Regions from separate parts of the Dromaius novaehollandiae genome. Here region 2 is linked to region 1. Evidence: chromatin contacts called from public Hi-C data. All regions are on one chromosome and are shown on one strand. The core of a region is the stretch at or near the end of the contact, and the rest is flanking DNA. Distances in the headings are between cores, read along the strand shown.

Region 1 (5,588 bases), core at 1,965-4,464:
CAAAAGTGGAAAGCTGTTACAGAGTGAGGTGATGATCTGCGAGCTGGGGAGGTTTGGAGTCGACTCACAGATCTGTCAGTAAATATGAGCACAGAAAGTCAGGTTGAAACTGCAGATTTCTCTGCATGTCTGTAGATACTGTTTTCTTGAAATAACTCCAGAGCGTTTGATTTCTCAAGGCAAAGCAGAACAAACCAGACAACCTGGGGTGCTCCCAAGACCAAAAAAACAAATGAAAAAGGGTTGGTTTGCATGGGAAAATGAACTTTGCAGGGAGAAGAGTGAATGCGAGGGGATAGTTACTGGCTTTCTGGCTGGGAAAATATGGGTTTTATGAGCACTGTAGTAACAGGCAAGGTTAGGAGATGATGGTGTGGATACAGGTGAAGAGGATGTACCACTGGCTGGAAACATCCTTACCCTCATACCAATTTCATGATCATTTTAAAGTCAGATTAAGATTTTAAATGTGTATATGTTTTATTTTTATATGCCCGATGCTTCTTCTGTACTTACACGCTTTAATGACTTAAACACAGTGAAATAGTGCATAAATATCCTAATTACACAAAAGCGATACACTTCAATGGCAAGCCAGAGGAGGAAATGAGACGGCCTGTCATTTCAAGCTTCAGCACCAGATGGCACTGGGACATCGCACCGAGCCATTTCACCTGAGCAAGACTCGCCGCTCAGAAGTGGTGGGTTTAGGAGCTAACGTGCCCGTGACTGTGACCCGCTTCCTTTTCGCTGGTTTTGCTGCCCGGTACATCGGAAGAAATGTGACACTGTGTTTGCTTAAGGTCATGATAACACTGATACCATAATTTCCCTGTAAAGATGAGCTGGCAGTACAAGTCAGAACAAAACTGCCCCAAGAACAGGGCAAACAAGCACTGGTAGGAAAAAATTGGTTCCTGCCTGTTCTCGCCCCCCGAGCCATGCTGCGCCGGGCATTAGCTTTCACAGGCGTCTCAGACTTCATCTAACACTTGATTGGCTGGTTGTAAAAAGGAGATTTTGAAAATTAGTCCCAGTTTCTTCGCCCTTACTTGGGTGTGTGTGTGGTCTGATGAACACTAATGTCTGGGTTTGGCTTATTGAATCTCCAGGATTTTTCTTCTCTTTCTCTTCTCAAACATCTTGAGTTTTACCCAACGTGAGTTAGAGAAACTTGAAAATGGGAAATGTTAATGGAATATTCATTCTGGGTAATTTTACAGCATATAGAGTAATTTCCTGAATACCAAAGAGCTTCAAATTTGCTTTGAAAATTTAAGATCTAGCCTTGAAACTGAAATACCTGGAGAGATTCCCATGGATCTCTGTGTGGATGGTAGGACTTACTAGCAACGCAGCAAGAAGGTGTCAGCAGGAGAGACCGAGGAGTTAGAATCAGTGATTTTTTTTTTTCTCATTTGAAAGACTTCAGAGAAATTAGAATCTAAAATAATGACTAGTAACACCGATCTCTCTTCAAGAAACTGTAACTCTCAAAGGATGAGTCCACAGTCCCATTGCAGCTCCTGACTAATGGCAAACCAGACTCAACCAGCTCGGCATGGTTTCATTAACCTGGATGATAACTTGCATAAAATTAGAAATGTGAAAGAAGAATAAAAATGACTAGTGTACAGCAACGTCCCATAAATGGATGTGAGGCATCTGATGGATTTAATTTCAGTGCTGGTTAAAGGCAGTTTTTACTGTAATCAAGGTACTTAATGTAGGAGCATTTCACTGTTCACACGTTTTTATATATTACTCCTGCTCCAGGAGGACTCTCTACAAGTTGTGTCATGTCAACCTGCTCTGTGGAAGAGAAAACCTGTTAGCAAATTTGCTATATGAAGTAAAACTGTGAAATAAATTTATTTCAAGTTTGAAAGGTTTCAGGCATGGCTTTTAGACTGAAATCACTTATGTGCTATTTTTATTACAGGTAACTGTAGAAACAAAGCAGAGTAGCCTACACTGATTTTAAATGTTAGACAAGGTGTTTTTATGGTATAAGATTTTCACCATGAACTAGTTTTACACCTCGCTTTTAAAGTGAAGAAGGAGATAACAGAAAAAAAAAAAAAACCCAACCCTCTATGAACTGACTGATAATCAGGTGTTGAACTACGTTTCTGTAACCTGGCCATTTCTTGGAGCCGGGACCATCTCTATTTGGCGATTCTTGTCTACACTGAAGTGTAACGACAGTGCTCAGACTGCAGCGAAACCAAGAGAAATTGCCCCTTACCTGGGAGGGTTTGAGACTGATGACTTTTAAGGTGGTTCCATGGAAATGAGCTGGTTATTGAATCAGAGGATAAGTGTGAATCGCAGGGTAGGCAGAATGTATAAATATTTTCTAAGTACAAAAGACTGATCCCGGGAATCAGAGCAAGTGCCTCCGCTTGCAGACTGCCTGCCACAATTATCTAGCCCCTAAATTACGCTGCGCTTCCACAGTATCCGACTGCCAAGGTTCAGACCGCTTGCTGTATTAGCATCTGTCATTAAAATATAGCCGCACAGAGGCAAGCTTTACCCCTTGTGAAGTTAGAGAGAGACAGGAAAGATAAATTGTACGTATCTATGTCCCTCATACTGGCAAATTAAGCACTTTTTGTTTTCTGCTGATGGTATCAGAAACACCGCCCTCCTCTGCCTGCCTTCACCAAGGAAGGGAAATGGCAGGAGTAGGGAACTCTTTTTACTCATTTTGATTTGCACGACCCTGGCGTTGCTGGTGTGCTATTGAGGCAAAAAGCATGGAGTACAGACGGCTACCGAGAAAGCGTAGGGAGCCACGTGTCTGTCATGTCACTTGACTGAGGTAGGGAAGCAGGAGCTGCGTTTGGTTTGCGTGTGGCACGTGGGGACGAGCCCCGCCGGGAAGACGCCTCCTCTCGGGCTCCCGAAAGAGCAGAGCCGCGCGTCGGGATGGCTCTGGCAGCACGGCAGTTGCGGTCCTCATTCCTTTGGCAATTTCATTTCAGTGACAAATTTTCATTACCATTCTGCAGACATTTTTCCCCAGAAATGTGTTATCTCATGCAACTGGAAACAAAGGAGTTAACCGTCCCAGGGTTTCTTCTTTGTTTTATCCAGTCAATTGAAATGTGTAATAAAATTTACTGATTTTTCTCAAAGCCAACTTGCATTTTACAGGGGTGATTTACTGCTTCACCTGGAAACGTATTCCCGTCACTTGCTCTCAGACACATCTGTTGCTGTTTTGTGCTGGATTCAGTCGGATGTTCTAACCTGAAGGGCTGGGTGGAAGGGATCCAGGGGAAAGGGATATTTATTTCCCTTAAATCCAGCTATTCTTTACCCACTCAAAACATGCTGTCCTTTGGACAGCTGCTTTTATAACTAATGAAATTGCTGCTGTAGGTTCGTTCTTTTTTTTAATTTGATGAACCTGTACTAGAAATGCAGCTGTTTTGATTAAAGTGCACTCTTATCTCCTTGTCCCTTCAGGGTGCTTGCGCCGTCGGAATTATTTTATAATAGGTGGCTTAGCATGTGCCATAAACCTTTTTTTTGCTTTCTGAGTAATCGTGTCATCATGAAACACGTCTGTCTGAGTCTCTGTCGCAAACCTCCTGGCCGGCTTAGCGCCTTGCTCGTTAGCTTTGGAAGACTTGTTGCCGCTGAGCGATTTGGCGGCAGCACCGAGCAGCTCGGCAGCGGGAGCCGTGGGTGTCCGGGCGCGCTTGGACACGTACAGCTGTAGCCGTTGCTTCTCTTTGAGTATTATGTGGTGCTTAACGAAGGGGTCCGTCTACGGCATTTAGTGTTTTTGTGTGATCTCACCCCACGCGAGGCGGGGCTATCGCAGCCGCCCGCAGCCTGGGCTGGACTGGGGAACCGTGCAGGGAGGGGGGGCGAGGAGACGCTTGGGCATCTCCCCAGGCTGCTGGCAGCGCTGGGTGGCAGCGGGGCACAGGGCGAGCGGGGGCCACCATTTTGGGCTGAATCCTTGGGGGAAACGGTGCTTTCTCACATCAGGACCGCTTTGCTGTGTCTACTTATTTCTGCTTTGACGCTAAACTGCCCTGTTTATCCATGCACAGAACTTCACATGCTTGTTATTTCGAGTGCATTCATATCCAATAAAAATATTTTAAAACCCTACTGTCTTGCTCGCAAAATTTGATAGTAGTTAAATGCTAACAAGATCATTAAAGACAGCCTTCCAAGGAGTGACTGTCAAATGACCAAAAACAAGAGCTTTTCCTACATGTTAGCCAAAGATGTTGGTATTTTTGCAAGCTGTTGTATTTGAAGGGGGAAAAAAACATAAGAAACTAACCCAGGAGGGAGCCCAGCTGGACAGGGTGCAAGGGTTTCAGCGGAAGAGAGTGGCAGCACTGGGAGGAGGGTGCTTGGGGGGCCCTGCTGTTGCAGGAGTGGGTTTGCTTTACCCCTCGGCTGTGCTGCAGCCAGGCCTCCACACCGTCACGCAGCAGCGGCCGGCGAGGCACGGCACCTGCTCGCTTGACGCACAATCCTTTTCTTTCTTCTCCCTCCTTTCTTTTCTATTCTGCCCAAGCAGCCTTTCGGGACTGGGCAGAGCATGGGATATTTTTATTTGAAGCAGCAGGTACCCTATTCCTGGCTGTGCCTGAGAGCTAGTAGGGGGCAGAGCAGGCTCTTGGTCCCACCAGGGGAATTGCGAAGCTGGGCAGACAACAGCCGGGCACAGAGCCCCAGGAAGAGTCTTGAGGGTACCCCAAAATAATCCCTTTTTAAGTATTTAGAAGGTAATAAAGAGGTAACACAATCTCTTTGCAATCCATCAGACTAATCTAATTTTCTTCTTTGATAAGGTGCCTGGCAGGGTGGATGAAGGAGCAGCAACAGATGGGATGGGTATTCAGTGTATCTTTTGACGCTGTCCGACACTATGTTCTTGTAAACAAAATACGGCCAGTGCAGTCTGACATTGATTGGTATGAGGTAGGTGCAAAATTCATGAAAAGGTCTCTTGGCAAGAAGGGAGGTTTTACAAGATCTCTCGTGGGGTTATTTTTATTTGATATTTTCACTCAATGTTTGAATGATGAAAAGGTAGCTGGTAAAAGCTGCAGATGTGACCAAAGAACTCCAGGCATCCCGAAGGACAGGGCTGAAAGTCAAAATGAGTTTGAGAAGCTGGAAAGCAAATCCGAAATCAACACACTGAAATGGACAAGAAAACAGGTGCAAATTTCTGTTTTCAGCGAGGAAAAGTGAACTGCATAGAGGCAAAGTGGAGTGCAGTAGCAAGGTGGATGCTCTGCTGAAGAGGCTGTGGGTACCGAGTGGCTCCCAGATGGGACCTGACTGAAAAGCAGTGTTTTCACTGGGCTACTGGGGAGGTTCTTCCTCTTCCCTTCCTCTTCTCCTCCTCTTCTCCTCCTCTTCTCCTCCTCTTCTCTTCTCTGCTGGTGGGCACATATTTTGCATTTTGCAGGAAGCTCTGATCTCTCTTTGACCTCTCACTGTCTCCAAAAAACAGATGCGTTAGACATGGGGTTGGAGAAGGGCAGGAAGGAATATTAGAAGTACAAAAATGTTTTTGCGCAAGGACCAGTCACAGAGATTTG
Region 2 (5,588 bases), core at 1,063-3,562, 190 kb after region 1:
GACGCTCACGGTGTAGTGGGAGCTCTGGAAGACTGGGCGGTGCGTGTTGGCATCTGTGACATTGATGAAGACCTGCACGGTGTCAAAGCGAGTGCCATCCGAGGCAGTGACTGTGAGCACATACTGCCTTTCCTGCTTGTAATCCAGGGGCAAGGCCAGCGTGATCAGTCCCCCTCCGCTCTGACTGGTGATAGCAAAACGGTTCCTGGTGTTGCCACTGGTGATCTGATAGGTCACAACACTGTTGACATCCCTGTCCACTGCTGTCAGGGTCACGACACTGCTGCCCACAGCCGCGTCCTCGTTCAGTCTGAGGTGATACACCTTCTCAGTGAACGCAGGATTGTTGTCGTTCACGTCCAGGACTGTGATGGACACACTGGCTGAGGAGGTCATGACCGGCACACCATGGTCCCTGGCCTCCACCCCAAAGTGGTAGTTCTCTACAGTCTCTCGGTCCAATTCTGCTGACACCGTGATCCACCCCGTGCTGTTGTTGATCTGAAAAGGGAACCCAGAGTCGCCCGCTATGGGAGCACTTCCAGCGGGTGGTGTCATCTCTATAAGTTTGTACTCCAAGCGTGCGTTCTCCCCAGAGTCAGCATCCACAGCCTGGACATGCAGCACCGAGTAGCCCAAAGGAACGTTCTCCAGCACCGTGGCCTGGAAGGGAGTGCTGACAAAGATGGGGGCATTGTCGTTCACATCCACGACTTGCACTGACACCATGCCACTGGAGTTGATTAAGGGAGGCCTGCCCCCATCCTGGGCTTTGATCCGCAGCGTGTACTCCCGAATAGTCTCATAATCCAGAGGGTTGATCAGGTCGATGGCGCCAGAGAAAGAGTGGATGTAGAACTGACCTTTCAGGTTGCCACTCACAATGCTGTAGTGCACCTGGGCATTGCCGCCCCGGTCCCGATCAGTAGCCTGCACCTGCAGTATCTGACTGTTCACTGGGGCATCCTCTGGCACCTGGATCAGGTAGCGCTTCTCGCTGAACTGAGGGTAGTTGTCATTCTCATCCTCCACAGTGATGTGCACCATAGCTGTGGCACTGCGAGGTCCCGGGTCCTTGCCCTGGTCATTAGCTTCCACCACCAGGTGGTACTCAGAAACCTCCTCGCGGTCCACCGGGGCTCGGGTCCTCACGACCCCAGAGCGCGGGTCAATCTCAAAGACGCCGTCGCCAGCTCCTGGCTCCAGCAGGCGGTAAAGCATGTTGGCGTTGGCTGGGGCATCACCATCGGTAGCACGGATAGTCAGCACCTCATAACCCACCTCCAGGTTCTCCCGGATACTCTCCCGGTACTCGGGCTGCTCAAACACCGGCTCGTGGTCATTGGTGTCGCTCACAGTCACCGTCAGATAGGTGGTGGCCGAGCGGCGGCGCGGGGAGCCGTGGTCGGATGCGGTCACTTTGAGCACGTGGGTGTCCTTCGTCTCCCGGTCGAGGCTGCGGGTGGTGACCACGCTGCCCGTCTGGGGGTCAACGGAGAAGTAGTCGTTGGAGCGCTCGTCGAAGAGCGCCTCCATGGAGTACGCCAGCCGGCCGGCCTCCCCCTCGTCGGGGTCCTGCGCCCGCAGCACGATCACCGCCGTGCCCGCCGGCTCGTTCTCGGGGATGGAGACCTGGTAGCTGGGCAGCTGGAACTGCGGGGGGCTGTTGAGGCTGCGGCGCCGCCGGGCTCCCCGCCGCCCGCCGCCCTCGGCCCCCGCCAGCCCGGGCCCGCGGGGCTCCGTCGCCGCCCGCCGCCGGCCGCTCAGCGGACAGGGCCGGGCGCCCCGCGCCGCCGGCAGCGCCCCGCCGTCCCCCCGCGGCGGGCGGAGCGGGGCGGCCGCCACCCTCAGGCGCCCCGCGGGCGGCAGCGGCGGCGGCGCGGCGGCGCCGCAGCGCCCGGCGGCGCCCGGGGGCAGGTGGAGGAGCGGGGCGGCGCGGGGCGGCCGCGGGTCCCCGCCGCCCGCCCGCCCCAGCGCGCACAGCAGCGCGGCCCAGGACACGCAGGCGGCGGCCGCCGACAGCCGCGGCATCTCCGGGGCTCAGGGGGCAGCGATCGCGGGCAGACGGCTCCCGCACAATCCATCCACGCCGCCGCGCCGCTCACCGCCCTCGTCCATGGGCAGCGGCGCCGGGCCCCCGCCGCGCTGCGCTGCCCGCGCCCCGCCGCCGCCTCGCTCCGCGGGCGCCGCCGCCGCCCCGCAGCGCCGCTGCGGGCGCCGTCCCCGGGCCCCGCGCTGGAGAGCTCCAACTTTTCCACCTTAAACTTTGAAGTGAGTTCAAAATGGCTCCTCTCCTCCTCCTCCTCCTCCTCCTCCTCCTCCTCCTCCCACCGCTGCTCCCGAGAGGGTGATTAGCATAAACCTGCTGCTCCTCTCTTTCTCCCAAAGGAAAAAAAAAAAGAGAGAAAATTAAATAAAGAAACGGGAAAGTCACCCTCCGCCGCGGCGCGGCCCCCTCGGCGCGCAGCGCCCCCTCGGCGCGGCCGGCACCCGGCGCCGCGGTCCCGCGTGGCTCGCCCCCGCCGACGGCGCCTGCCCGGCCGGCAGCCACACAGCGCGGCCGCCCCGTCGCTGCGGCCCCGCTCGGCGGCGGCGCTCGGCGGTGCCGGCGCGGGGGCGCTGCCCGGGGCGGGCTCTGCGCCGGCCCCGCCCGGCCCCGCCCGGGCGCCGCGGATCGGCCCGGCCCCGCCCGGCCCGGCTCGGCTCGGCCCGGCTCGGCTCGGCTCGGCTCGGCTCGGCTCGGCGCGGGCGGGCGGGCGCGGGACATTTGCCGCGCAGGGGCACCGCGGGCTCCGCAGCGGGATCGCGGCCAGAAGGCGCCTGCGGAGGCTTTGACCCGCTTGCCCGAGCAGCGGACACCTGATTTTAGCTGCCTTCTCGGGTTTGTCGTCCAAAACAAAACTGAAGTGAATCTAAAATAATTTTTTTCATTATTTCCTGCGAGAAAGAAAGAAAAAAAAAAACCGTGCAATTCCTTTTCAGAATAAAGTGGTTACAATTTTTCCCCCAGAATCGGGTTTCCCCCGCCGATCGCAGTTAGGCTCTGCAAGTTTTCTGCCTTGCACTGTGTCCTAGCGTTTACTCTCTGCTGCCACGCTCACGCTCTGCTGTGCTCTGTGCGCAATACCAGGTGCATAAACGATTTCTTTGGGGCGCTTGCAAACAGTTACGTACAAAATGCAAACTTAGGTAGTTTTGTGGGACGAAGCAAAGCCAAGCCCCTCACTTAACTATTTCGCCGGCGGTGAGGGGTGTCAGCTCCGTGAGCTGATGAACGCTTTATATCATTTTGCCTTTTTTCACTCGTGCGCGGCAGCGGTGCATCCGTGCGCCTGCAGTGGCCTCTGCCGGGGGAGCCGAGCAGCGGGGCCGCCGCGCGGGGAGCCGGGGGCTGCCCGGCCTCGCGGTGCGTCGCGCTGCAGAGCGCGGCGGCCCGTGCGTGACGGCCTTTCCTACAGATGCTGAGAAGACCAGCAGGTAATGAGCAAAAGCCACAAAATGTTCCAGACCAGGATTTTGTAATACGCCGTGCCTTATATCAGCTGGAAGGCAACTTTCAGAGCAAGCTGTTACGGTCAGTTTAGTGTCTTCAGCACGTGCAAGAAGACTGTGGAAAAGCACATTCTGAAAACTCCTCTCACCCCCCGAACTGCATTATTCCGAGGGGAAAAAAAGGATTATTGCCAATATGTCTGACGGGGAGGGGGGGGGGGGGAGGAAGCTTTTCAAATTGAGGTTTTGGAGGCTGTTTAGCTGACTCAGCCCTACCTGGTTAGGTGGTTTTTTATGGAATATGGAAGCTTAATTACATTTTCAGATCCTTTGATGAATAGTTCATCAAAAGGAAGAGGAAGGAAATAGATTCAAAAAAAAATTAGACATAGCCTCCCCATTATCGAGTCTGGATGAATGTTGTGATCTGTTTTACACTCACAAAAATCAGGCAACTTACCCTCATTGCAATTGCTGTAAATCACAATAATATTAACTTGGGGTCTGTACAAAACTGCCTAGTTTCAGCCCATATTTTTCTCACTTATCCCTACATTTTCTGGTCACAATGCTTAATGTCCATGTTTTTAAAAAGAAGCTTTTTACAAAACAATCCTCCTACATGGGTTTTTTAAACTGAGATCCAAGTACTTGTTTCAGAAGTTTTAAAAAGATTAACATGGTCCACAAGAAAAGACAGTTTAAACTTTTTTCTTTCCACTTTATTGCCGCAAGAGGAAGGGGAAGATCCTGTAAAAGCATTTGTGCGAAGCTGGGTACGTGCGTGGTTGCACAGACTCCCACGTTCTGCTCCTATCTGCAGGGCTCGGCTGCCGATTTAGCAGAGCCGCTGGCCAAGCCCTTCATTTGGTCTTGTTTATCGGACGTGTTTTACTGTATTCTCATTAATTACACAGTCTCTGTCATTCCCAAGTCCTGTCACGTGTTACATCGCCTACCATATTATTTTACCATAAAAATATGTTTTAAAGGCATAATTGTAAATACCTTGCTTGTATTCGAATACAGGGATGAGTTGCTGCCCAAGTGAAAAGAGTGGATTATTTAGAAAACACACTGGGTGCTCACGTCACTTTTCAGACGCAGCCCCTGGTAGAACATCTTGCACCTATCTCAGTGTTGCTTCTATTAAATGGGTCTCTCCGTAGAAATTGAGGTCCTGGCTTGGTCAGAAATAGGATCTGGATTGATCAGTTTTTGCTGCTGCTCCTGTGGGTCTGTCTTTCGGAAGAGACCAAAAAAAAAAAAAAAAAAAGATTTTGGCAAAACTGAACAGTTGGTGAAGGAAATTCAAGTTGGGGATGAAAGCCAGAATTACAATTGTCTTATGTTTTAACTGGCAAGTTTTCAATGAAGGATGATCTTTCAGAGAAAATTAGGTACTCCCTTTGACTTTCTGCTATATACTGCCCTTATTTATACAAGAAATCACATCGATGTCAAGAAGGTGGGTGATTTCCATAAAAATACAGAGGTGGGTGAGGTTTTGCCCAATCCTTTGTTTTCTTGGTACCAATCAATGACATATTCCTTTCACGGTTCAGAAAATCCTGTTTCAACTTGTCTGGGAGTGAAGTATTTCAAGTTTCTTTCCAAAGTGTATTTAAAATAAAAGCAAGAAAGTAAAAAAAAAACAACAAAAAACCCCAGGATAGTATTACTACGTTTACGAGGGCAGGGAGAGACCCTCTGAGCAGCGCAAAGGATCATACAGAACTCATTTCCTCAGTTTGAATTCTGCTGCAACATCTCCAGCCCAGGGAAAAAGAAATACAGAGTTAGATTTGCCTGTGTCTAGATCTGATAGTATTTTTCAGTCTGGGAATGAAGTGATTCAGCGTAATGTCCATCTTTGCAAAAGAAGGTTTGGAAGAAACCTGGGCTTCTCTCCTCTCAGCCCGTCAGCCCTTCAATGCAAAGCTTGAAAGCGGATCTTTGGTAAAACAGTATTGCGAATGCTTCACTTCTTCTCACAATAAAAGTGACAAAAATCCTTTTGTCATGGGCTTTTTCAGTTATATCATCAAAAGGTGATGAGCAAGTTTTCCTCCTTCCACAAAAACAGTGGCTTTATC

Evidence for each region. A called contact is a pair of places that touch in the nucleus more often than the background predicts.
Region 2: a contact with region 1 is called in a Hi-C map of liver, with 19 times the contacts expected there. The contact joins the promoter of CELSR1 here to the enhancer-like site in region 1. A contact is called at or near these places in 3 of 4 Hi-C or Micro-C datasets (brain, liver and ovary).

What each region holds. Positions count from the first base shown.
Region 1 is chr1:13,535,282-13,540,869 of bDroNov1.hap1, forward strand. No RefSeq gene overlaps it. Among named protein-coding and RNA genes, the nearest start is that of TRMU, 21 kb to the left of the region's middle. Within about 2 kb of position 3,215, at least 2 of the 2 cell types and tissues checked have open chromatin away from gene starts, as enhancers often do.
Region 2 is chr1:13,722,746-13,728,333 of bDroNov1.hap1, forward strand. It overlaps CELSR1 (cadherin EGF LAG seven-pass G-type receptor 1), which reads right to left and starts at 2,313. Exons shown (of 35, transcript XM_064506072.1): 1 at 1-2,313. The coding sequence starts at 2,031.